2 separate regions of the Arachis hypogaea genome follow, and region 2 is linked to region 1. The links are chromatin contacts, called in public Hi-C maps. All regions are on one chromosome and are shown on one strand. The core of a region is the stretch at or near the end of the contact, and the rest is flanking DNA. Distances in the headings are between cores, read along the strand shown.

What was found. Hi-C and Micro-C count contacts between places; a contact is called where the count stands out from the background.
Region 2: a Hi-C map of an unstated tissue shows a contact between it and region 1, with 4 times the contacts expected there. The contact joins the promoter of LOC112750862 here to the enhancer-like site in region 1. A contact is called at or near these places in 3 of 8 Hi-C or Micro-C datasets (leaf and an unstated tissue).

Annotation. Positions count from the first base shown.
Region 1 is chr15:137,825,007-137,829,841 of arahy.Tifrunner.gnm2.J5K5, forward strand. No RefSeq gene overlaps it. Among protein-coding and RNA genes, the nearest start is that of LOC140179359, 13 kb to the left of the region's middle. Within about 2 kb of position 2,310, at least 2 of the 3 cell types and tissues checked have open chromatin away from gene starts, as enhancers often do.
Region 2 is chr15:137,925,999-137,930,833 of arahy.Tifrunner.gnm2.J5K5, forward strand. It overlaps LOC112750862 (protein indeterminate-domain 14), which reads left to right and starts at 2,015. Exons shown (of 3, transcript XM_025799758.3): 1 at 2,015-2,642; 2 at 2,728-3,127; 3 at 3,974-4,835. The coding sequence starts at 2,531.

The sequences.
Region 1 (4,835 bases), core at 1,060-3,559:
TACAGTGACATATGCTACAAATTATTCAACATTATTTGCAAGAACTGTTAGTATATGTAAAATAATTTATTAATATATTTTCTCTGTGTAATTGATGGAGTTTGAGATCGGATAGATGCAAAAAACAAAAATCCACTTCATTAATTGCACTCAAATTAAAGGTATTATTAAATATAATATTGATAACCTTTTTTTCATTTTCATGATTAAATCAGATAATGGGCATAACAAAATATTATTGAAATGTAATTTATTTTTGTTTAATTGTTTATGAAGCTATTTTTTCTAAAAGTAGAAAAGATATATGATTATTGATTATATCTTTAATATATTTCTCATATAATTTTTTTTTTGAATTTGTGTGAATTTTTACATAATTTTTTTTTCATTTATTGGCCAATTAGTAAATTCTTTATTTTTGTATTTAATAAAGATCGAATTCTAGATCTTTAGAATATAAAAATTCTAATATTATATCATAAAAGTATTTTTTAAAAAAAATTTAAATTAATAAAAATAGACACATAAATCATTATATATTTTTAGTAAATTATATCTCTTCTAATAATTTTTATATGACTAATCGATTTCTTTATTTTTTATGACTTTTTTAAAAACTTAACGGTAATATTAATGAGACAAAAAAAATAATTAAAATTTATTTTATTTAATATTTTTTAATTATTATAATAATTAATAAATATTTAAATAAGACAAATTTTAATTATTTTTACTAATTTTTTTATTATCAAGCATTTTCAAAAACTTAATTGATTTATTTAAGAAACAATAGTCATGGAGACGTTTCCTAAAAAGAGAATTATCATTATCTTATTCAATTCCTACTTGGAATCTCTTGTTCAATTTCAACCCCTTTAGCTACTGTGCACGAATTAGTAGTTAGTAGCATGAGAGTGCGGAATTGATTGATTAAAGCAACTACTATAGCTTCAATCAAAACTTGTGTTCATAATAACATCTATAATAATAATAGTAATAAATGATTAAAAAAGAGGCATAATTAATCAGAAGCAAGAATTTTGATCATTAGGACATAGACAACAACTACATGGCCATATGTAACCAACATCTCACACCTATCTTCACAACCTTGTCATATGGGGTTTGAGATTTGAGATACGATGATGAACAAGGATCTGTTTGTCTTGTGCAAGATTATTGATTGCAACATCCCAAGATCATTGTATGGAATTCAGAGAAATTTAAGTCTCTCATATTTGTCCATGCATTTAAAACAAAGAAAATGAAACAAAATACTACTACATATAAGTTTCTAGCTAGCTGGTGACTATTAATATTATTTTATTTTATTTTTTGCTAATATTATTGTCATCAACCTGGCAACATGAGAAGACAAGTGGATTCAAATCAAGACATCATTCCAGGAAGAAACAATGATATAATACACACAACATAGTTATAATAATTAATGAAAGAAAACACTATTATAGGCCCCTCACCCTACCCCCTCATTGAGACAAAGACAACTTAAGAATATTATATTTATATTTCTACATTAAAATTGAAAAGATCCCACCCTCACTCTAATTGATTGTGAACCCCACACCACACCAATATTTCTAACACTCTATTATTCATTTTGTGGCTATTACTACACATCTTTCACCTTATTATAGCTAATGATATTGACAAGTCAAAACTTGATAGATCACCTAAAGAAATAAAAACATATACATATAATCAAAAGGTAAAATCTAAACAATTATGTTCATGCATATGTCTCTGCCTTCTAATTTATCTAAATTGAAATTAGTTTTGATTGAAATAATTTACAATAATTATATGATTACCTAGATTTGTGAATTGCCTCGTAATTTGTGAGTAGTCAAAGTGCTTTACCCTACATGCAGTATATAAATTAGGCCCACTTTCTTCAACTTTTCTGTTTCCTACTTTCGGTTTTTAACCATGGAATAAATTTGTCTCAATTATAACTTTTACCCACACGTGAAAATTATTTAACATGCCAATATGTCACAGAATTTCTATGAAAACTTTTTATGCCCTTGTAGTTATGCACTTATATGCTTTACTAAAAATATAAAAATTGACATATATTAAGGGTAAGCAAGAAAACCGAATCTTTTAAATGTTGATATTGCTTATCCTATGTTCCTATATATGTTTCCTATAGATGAATGTGCACAATGTGGCAGTGAGAATTTGAATTTGTCTTGGTTCGGAAATTTAAATATTTTTTTGGGCCCAGTAGTGATCTTGGTTATTTAAGGGAACTTAATTATTTAATTTATAATGGAATGTGCTTTAATTCTTTATAATCTCGTGTCAATTTTCATAATAGTATTATTATCCACTACTTGAGTATTTAGTGCGCAGTTATGCATTGGAAGCTAAATATAATAATAATAATCATAATTTATTAAAGCATATACATAGATTATATATTTATATATAATGTGATTCATTCTCTGAGATATTATTCTATATATGATTAGACCAAATTGTCTTTCTCATACAAAAGTAGTAGTCTAGCTAGATACCTAATGGCCTAGTTTGCTGCTAATTACTTCAAAACAAATTCTTAATTATTGAATATTCAATGTGTCTTTTCCCAATTATTTCAGTGACCATACACCTCCCACTAATGGTGTTGTGGACAAATAATCATGTATTGTCTACACTATTTGATCAAATTATTTTATTTATTTGTTTTATGCTGATGACATTCAGTTTGATACCACTAAGTCAACCATCAAGTCATATATATGTGTGTATATTCCATCCAAATAAAGCATATTCATTGTCAAAATTAATTAAAAAACGTGGTAATAATAATTATCGATCCTGATTAATTGTGATTAGCTAAATCCATAAGAATATAATTAAAGAGATTCCATATTTATATATATTTTTTGCAGAACTCAAATAAAACAAATGCATTATTATTTACCAATATATATCCTACCTAATATTGCCCTTAATGCAAATAAAGAAATGTTATATAATATTAGAATAGGAATAATAGTGAGACATAATCAAAGGCTTCAATTTTTATCAAAGTTGCGAACCGACCCGTCATCAAATCAATAGAGATGGAGGCTCAACAATTTAAAAGTTTAATTAAATTTTAATTAGAATTAAACTGGATAAAATAATATATATATATATATATATATATATATATATATATATATAATACTATTTTAAACTGATTAATCACTTAAAAATAAAACTAATTCGATCAATTTACTAATATTTTTTTATTATTTTTTTATTTGACTACTTTACTAACAACCAATTTTTATTTTTAAATCGGATCAATTTAATAACTAATTTTTGGTTAATTCAATCAAATCATCCAATTCAATCCAATTTTTATAGCCATTTTATTTGTCTTTTTAGGTAAGTTTGTTTGGAGGGTAAAAGTAGAGTAAAAATTTTTATGAATGAGCTTTATGTGTAAATTTATTACACATTAAATATATCATCTTATCCATAATAAATTTTAGCTTATTTTTACTCTTCAACCAAACATGAAATTATTAGACAAATTTATGGGTATATTTGTCTTTTTCAGACTTAGATATGTTAAAATAACAGAATAAAAGATAAAGTTAAGACTGAAAATTAGTAAAATAGGATAAAATTTAGATGTTATTCTAGTTAATTCTATTTGTAAATTTTTTTTTTAAAATTTAATTATACATTACTCACTGGTTGAAAATTTCTTAACCCTAACTCAACCTACTCATATCCTAAAATTTTTTACCAAACTCTATTCAACTTTGTCCGCAACTAAACCAATTTTTTTTTCGATCAAACACAATTTTAATCATTGTATATTTTATAAACATATTAATAAAATATAAAATAAAAAATTAAATTCATATTAAAATTAAAAATAACAAAATCATAATAAAATACATATTAAAATTATAAATAATGTAATCTTTAATTCATTATATTTATTGAGAGGATGTGAGTTTAATCTACATCAACTTCATTATATATATAAAAATTTAACTACATACTATAATAAATAAAGAGAGCAAGTAGGTCGGAGGTAATTAGGTCTAAATCTGCACATAACATTACTTGTAACTCAACTCGATCTGCTGTGAGTCGGATTATCAATCTTATTCAAACAGATTGAGTTAGATTGATTATCTGCAAATAGAATTAGTATTGTCGGTCTAGATGAAGTCCTATATATTTTTTTGCTCTTACAAAAAGAACATAATTATCCACAAACAATAAGTGGTTGACAGTTAGACACCTTCAATGAATCTGAATCTCCTGAATCGTCCTATTTTGCTCTGTCTTGTGTAGTAGAAAGAAGAGTCTTTCCACACAAAAGAGAAAAAGGTATGGTGACAAAGGGTCTCCTTGACAGATATCCCTTGTTGGCTTGAAAAAGTCATGGGTTGTCCTTCCAAAAGCACAAAGTAAAAAACAATCATAATCAATTCCTTGATCCATGATATCCATCTAATATCAAAGCCTATCTTCTTCATTATAAACCATAGAAAATTTCATTCCACCCTATCGTAGGCCTTATTCATGTCGAGCTTAATTGCCAAACCTATCTTTTTTTTTTTTTTTTACTTCAAGTAGTACATGCATTCGTGTGCAATTAAAATATTATCAGATATCAGTCTTCCTTTTAAAAAAGTACTCTGGTTCACACTCACTACCTCATGCATAAATAGTTGAACCAGGTGAACTAGAACTTTAGAAATAATATTATAGAAAACTAAAGAAAGGCTAATAGGTCTAACCTGTGACATATCACTAGCATCCGACACTTTAAGTAAGAGACAAATTTGAGTATG
Region 2 (4,835 bases), core at 765-3,264, 100 kb after region 1:
GATACTATATGTATTTATTTCAGTTAGTAAATTTAGAAAAAAAAAATATTTCCTCATTCTTTAAAACTGAAACGTACTCTTAACTGATCGAATTATGCTAATTTGTACACTTGGTTATTTAAAAATTAATTTTCGATCACACGAAGTTAGTTACATTTGAGCCCTTTTTATATTTTGGCTTAAATATATCTCTAATCTTTAATTTGTGAATGCTTTGGACATTGTTTTGCTTTCTTTACTTTTTTTTTTTTGTGACTCCTTTTTTTTTTTTAAATCCAAATCTTTTAAGCATAATTGATTTTCGTTCTTATATAATAACGCTATATATTTTTATATATATAAATCCAAATATTTTTAAAAGTATTTTATTTTAGTCCTTAAAATTTATGATACTTTTAATTTTTAGAAGCTTAGATTATTATTTAGGAAACTTCAATTTTTTATAACTGATCAATGCTTGAATTTTAGAAAATAGAAAAAGTTACAAGCACTCTTCAAACTACATACTTAGAATTTTATCATAACTATTTAGATTTAAGGCACCCATTATTTTTGTATAAGAACAAAAAATAAAACAAAATACTATCAGAGACAAAAATCAATTATTAGAAATCAATTTTTTTTAAAAGAAAATTATAATATTCAAAAGGAATTAAAAAATTAATTTAATTGCCGTACCAGTACATATGGCATTTATATTTGCCAATCTTAATTAAGAACCTCACCTATAAAGGAATTGTATTTCCAATTTTAACCCACAACTGTTAAGTTGATGCCCTCATTTTACCATAAAGCAAAGCAACTCCGGGAGAGAAAAATTGTGAACTTAAATTACAACATTGCCCTTGAAGGTGACTTCACATCCTCATAATCACCTTTACAAAAAGCTGCTTCAAGTGAAATTAATAAGACTTCCTGCAGAGTCACAAGTATGGGTACTATGGTCAATAAAGATACATCTGCCCCCAACTTAATTATAACTTGCACAAGAGAGAGAAATATAAATTGGAATTAATGATGAAAAATATGAAGCAGTCTAAATTTTTAGTTTTTCACAACAATGAGTTGGCACTATTGTATGAATTAGTAATCTTAAAGATTATAAAATTTCTTTTCTTTTTTGCATGTCAAAATTTCAGACTAAATATATAATTAATTAGTATATAATAATGTATCTTATGTGATCAATATACGTAGGTGAACATGTATTTCAATTTTTACCTATACTGGTATTAATACTCAATTCCTTACATGGGATAATACCTATGCACATATCAAGTAAAAAGCACATTTCCTTATTGTTTGAATGGATAAATCCACAACCACCATTTAATCTAAACAAACCCCCAAAAATGAAATAATTTAGCCTAATTTTCTTACCAACATGTCACATAGGAGGGATGGTATTTGATCGTATGTAGCGTGTGATGTTGGAGAGAGAAATAAAAATAATGGCATACATAAATTAAATAGATGAAAATTATTATTATTATTATTATTATTATTATTATTATATGGAATATCACACATCATCGGTATTTAATTTTTATAGAGTTGAGAAACTGTCATATATTTTATTAATTTAAAAATAAATTTTAAATTTTTTAAGAAATAAATGTTAAATCATTGATTAGATTGAAAGTACGGGTATCTTTATATATAAAAAAAAATACCATAAAAATCTCTAAAATTATTCATTTTATATAAAATATCTTGTATATCTTTTATAGAGAAACAAATATGATCGGCTTATTATATAAAATAAAACAGAGTATAAATAACGGTTGCGTGTATATATACATACATACAGAGATATATAGAATGTGACAAAAATAGTTAACTTACGTGTGTATTGTAGGGGAAATTGGGGTTGTATTTATGCATGCAAAGCAAAAAAGAAAAAAAAAAAGAAAAAGGAAATTACAGTGTAACGAAATAATGAAAGGGTTTTGTTTCTTTGTGAGGGGATTTTTTCTCTAATTAAATGGAAAATTATTTATATATGTGAATGAATGGAGCCCATAGAGGTGCTTGTGGGATCAAGTTTCGAGCATTGTGATTGGGTCTCACTCTCTCTGTCCCTCTTTTTGAAAGTGCTTATTAAGGGAGAGAGAGAGGAGAGAAGTGAAGGGGGGCTATTACAGACAATCCCTGCTGAAGATGAGGGTTGGAAGCAACAACAAGAGAGAGAGACTTTGATAGATAGAGAATTAGAGAGAGAGAGAGAGAGAGAACCAAAGAAAAACAAAGCTGCTATTGCTTATGTGTGTGTGTGTGTGATAGAGAGAGAGAGAGGAAGTAAAAAAAAAAAGGAAATAAATAAAGCTGAAAGCTCAAAAGCAAGCTAAAAAGAAAGAAAGCTGAGGAAACCGAAAGGGTAGAAAGAAAAGGAGAATTAGCTTTTGTTTTTTCATTATTTTCTTTCTTTCTCCCTCTTCTTCTCTTCTTTTTCTTCTTCTTCTTCTCTCTATCATCATCATCGTCATCATCAATTGCCATACAGTGAAGAACAAGAACAAGTAGAGTCACCATGTTAGCGAATAACTCTTCAGTAGCTCCAAGTTCAGAACCATTTTCTTGTGCTGATAATAATAATGGCACTCCGAGCAATAAAAGGAAGAGAAGACCCGCAGGAACACCAGGTAGGTCAAGAAAATATTCCAGCAAGTTATTGATTTGATGGTTAATTAATAATAATTAATAAGTGATTGGAATTGAAATATGTAGATCCAGATGCAGAGGTGGTGTCGCTGTCGCCAAAGACGTTATTGGAATCGGATCGATATGTGTGTGAGATCTGCAACCAGGGCTTCCAAAGGGACCAGAACCTGCAGATGCATCGGAGGAGGCACAAGGTGCCGTGGAAGCTTCTAAAGAGGGAGACGCCGGTGGTCAGGAAGAGGGTCTTCGTGTGTCCGGAGCCTACTTGCCTGCACCACGACCCTTGTCACGCGCTCGGAGACCTTGTTGGGATCAAGAAGCACTTCCGCCGCAAGCACAGCAACCACAAACAGTGGGTCTGCGAGCGCTGCTCCAAGGGCTACGCGGTGCAGTCCGATTACAAGGCTCACCTCAAGACCTGCGGCACTCGCGGCCACTCTTGTGACTGCGGCCGCGTCTTCTCCAGGTATTCATAATCTCGTAAAACCTGTTGTCACTCTAGCACTCCTCTTATAATAATTTCAATTATTCTTTTCATTTACCAAAAACAGTATCTTTATAAAACTGGATAGATCTATTATATGATTTCAGAATTTGAGTTTCATCACCTTTCTCTTTTTCTCTCTATTTCATGTGCTACTCTTCTTCTTCTTCTACTTGTTAACATTTTTAAATGAAATGATGATGAGCAATTTAGCTGATGACCTTGCCCAGCTCTATTGTTTCTACATAGGTTTTGACTTGGGAAGAAAAAGTTAAATTAAATGTATTTTTTTCTTTTCCTTTCTGGATAACTAAAAAATAAGATAATTAATAAGAAAAATAATTTGACTGATGGAACCTTAATATAAAAGTGTTTTTTTTTTCTTCCAAATATTACTTTTTATTTTTGTCTAGAGCAATACTTAGAACTGTTCATTGACAGTTGGAGAACACGGTTCCCAAAACACAGTTTTTCCGTTGGTTTCGCTTAACTGTTTTTAATTTTTAATGTGATGAAAATAATAATAATGTTTCTTCATGATTCTCTCTCCTTTGTAATAATCTGTTCCATTGACATTGTTGGTTGTTCTTATAGAATGTGCACTAGAGCACACACAGAATGCAAATCTCTCTAATTTGGCTTCCCTTGACTCCTTTTGTCCTTTATCATATTTAGTGGAAAACGGAACCTCCCTTCTTCCCCTTTGAAAAACCCACTCGATACCTTTTCCCAACCACCTTTTATATCCCACTTTTTCATCCCTTTTTCCTTTTTCTCTTTTTCATATATATAACACTAAGATTATTCTTTGTTTGTATTTGTGATTAGGGTGGAGAGCTTTATTGAGCATCAAGATGCTTGCAACATGGGGAGGCTTAGGACAGAATCTCATCATAATCATAATCATAATCATCAACAACCACCAACTCCAACTGCATGTTTATCAAGAACAGCTTCAAGTCCAAGCCCTTCAAGAAGTGAAACCAATTTCAGCACTGCTCCATGGCAACCAACATCATCAACAACAACAACAACACCAACAAGCCTTGTTGTGATCGCAAAACCAATAACAACAACAACAGAACCACCTTTCTTCAACAACACTAACCCTACCCCAATTCTAGCCACTGCTGAAACATTCCTATTCAAGAAGAGTAACACCAGCAACAAACTCCTTCACCCAAACTTGGATCTTCAACTCTCCACCACCACCACCACCACCATGATGATGAACAACAACAATTCGATCCCCAATGTTGATTTAACACTATCACCAAAGAGTGATAATAATCATCATCAGCAGCTTCAAAACCAGCAGCATTCAACACAGCTGCAACTCTCCATTGGTGGAACAACCTCGTCAGACATTAGCGAGAACAATAACAAGAACGACTCATCAAACAGGAACTCGTCACCGAAAGAGAGCATCAACAGCAGCAACGAGAACAAGCATGCGACAGCAACAAGCATGGCTTTACGGGTTCAAGAACAAGCGAGGGAGCAACTAAGGTTAGCCATGGCGGAGAAAGCGTACGCAGAAGAAGCAAGGAAACAAGCAAAGAGGCAGATAGAAATGGCGGAACAAGAGTTCAACAATGCAAAGAGGATAAGGCAACAAGCGCAAGCTGAACTCGACAAAGCTTGCGCTCTCAAGGAACATGCAATGAAGAAGATAAACTCAACCATCATG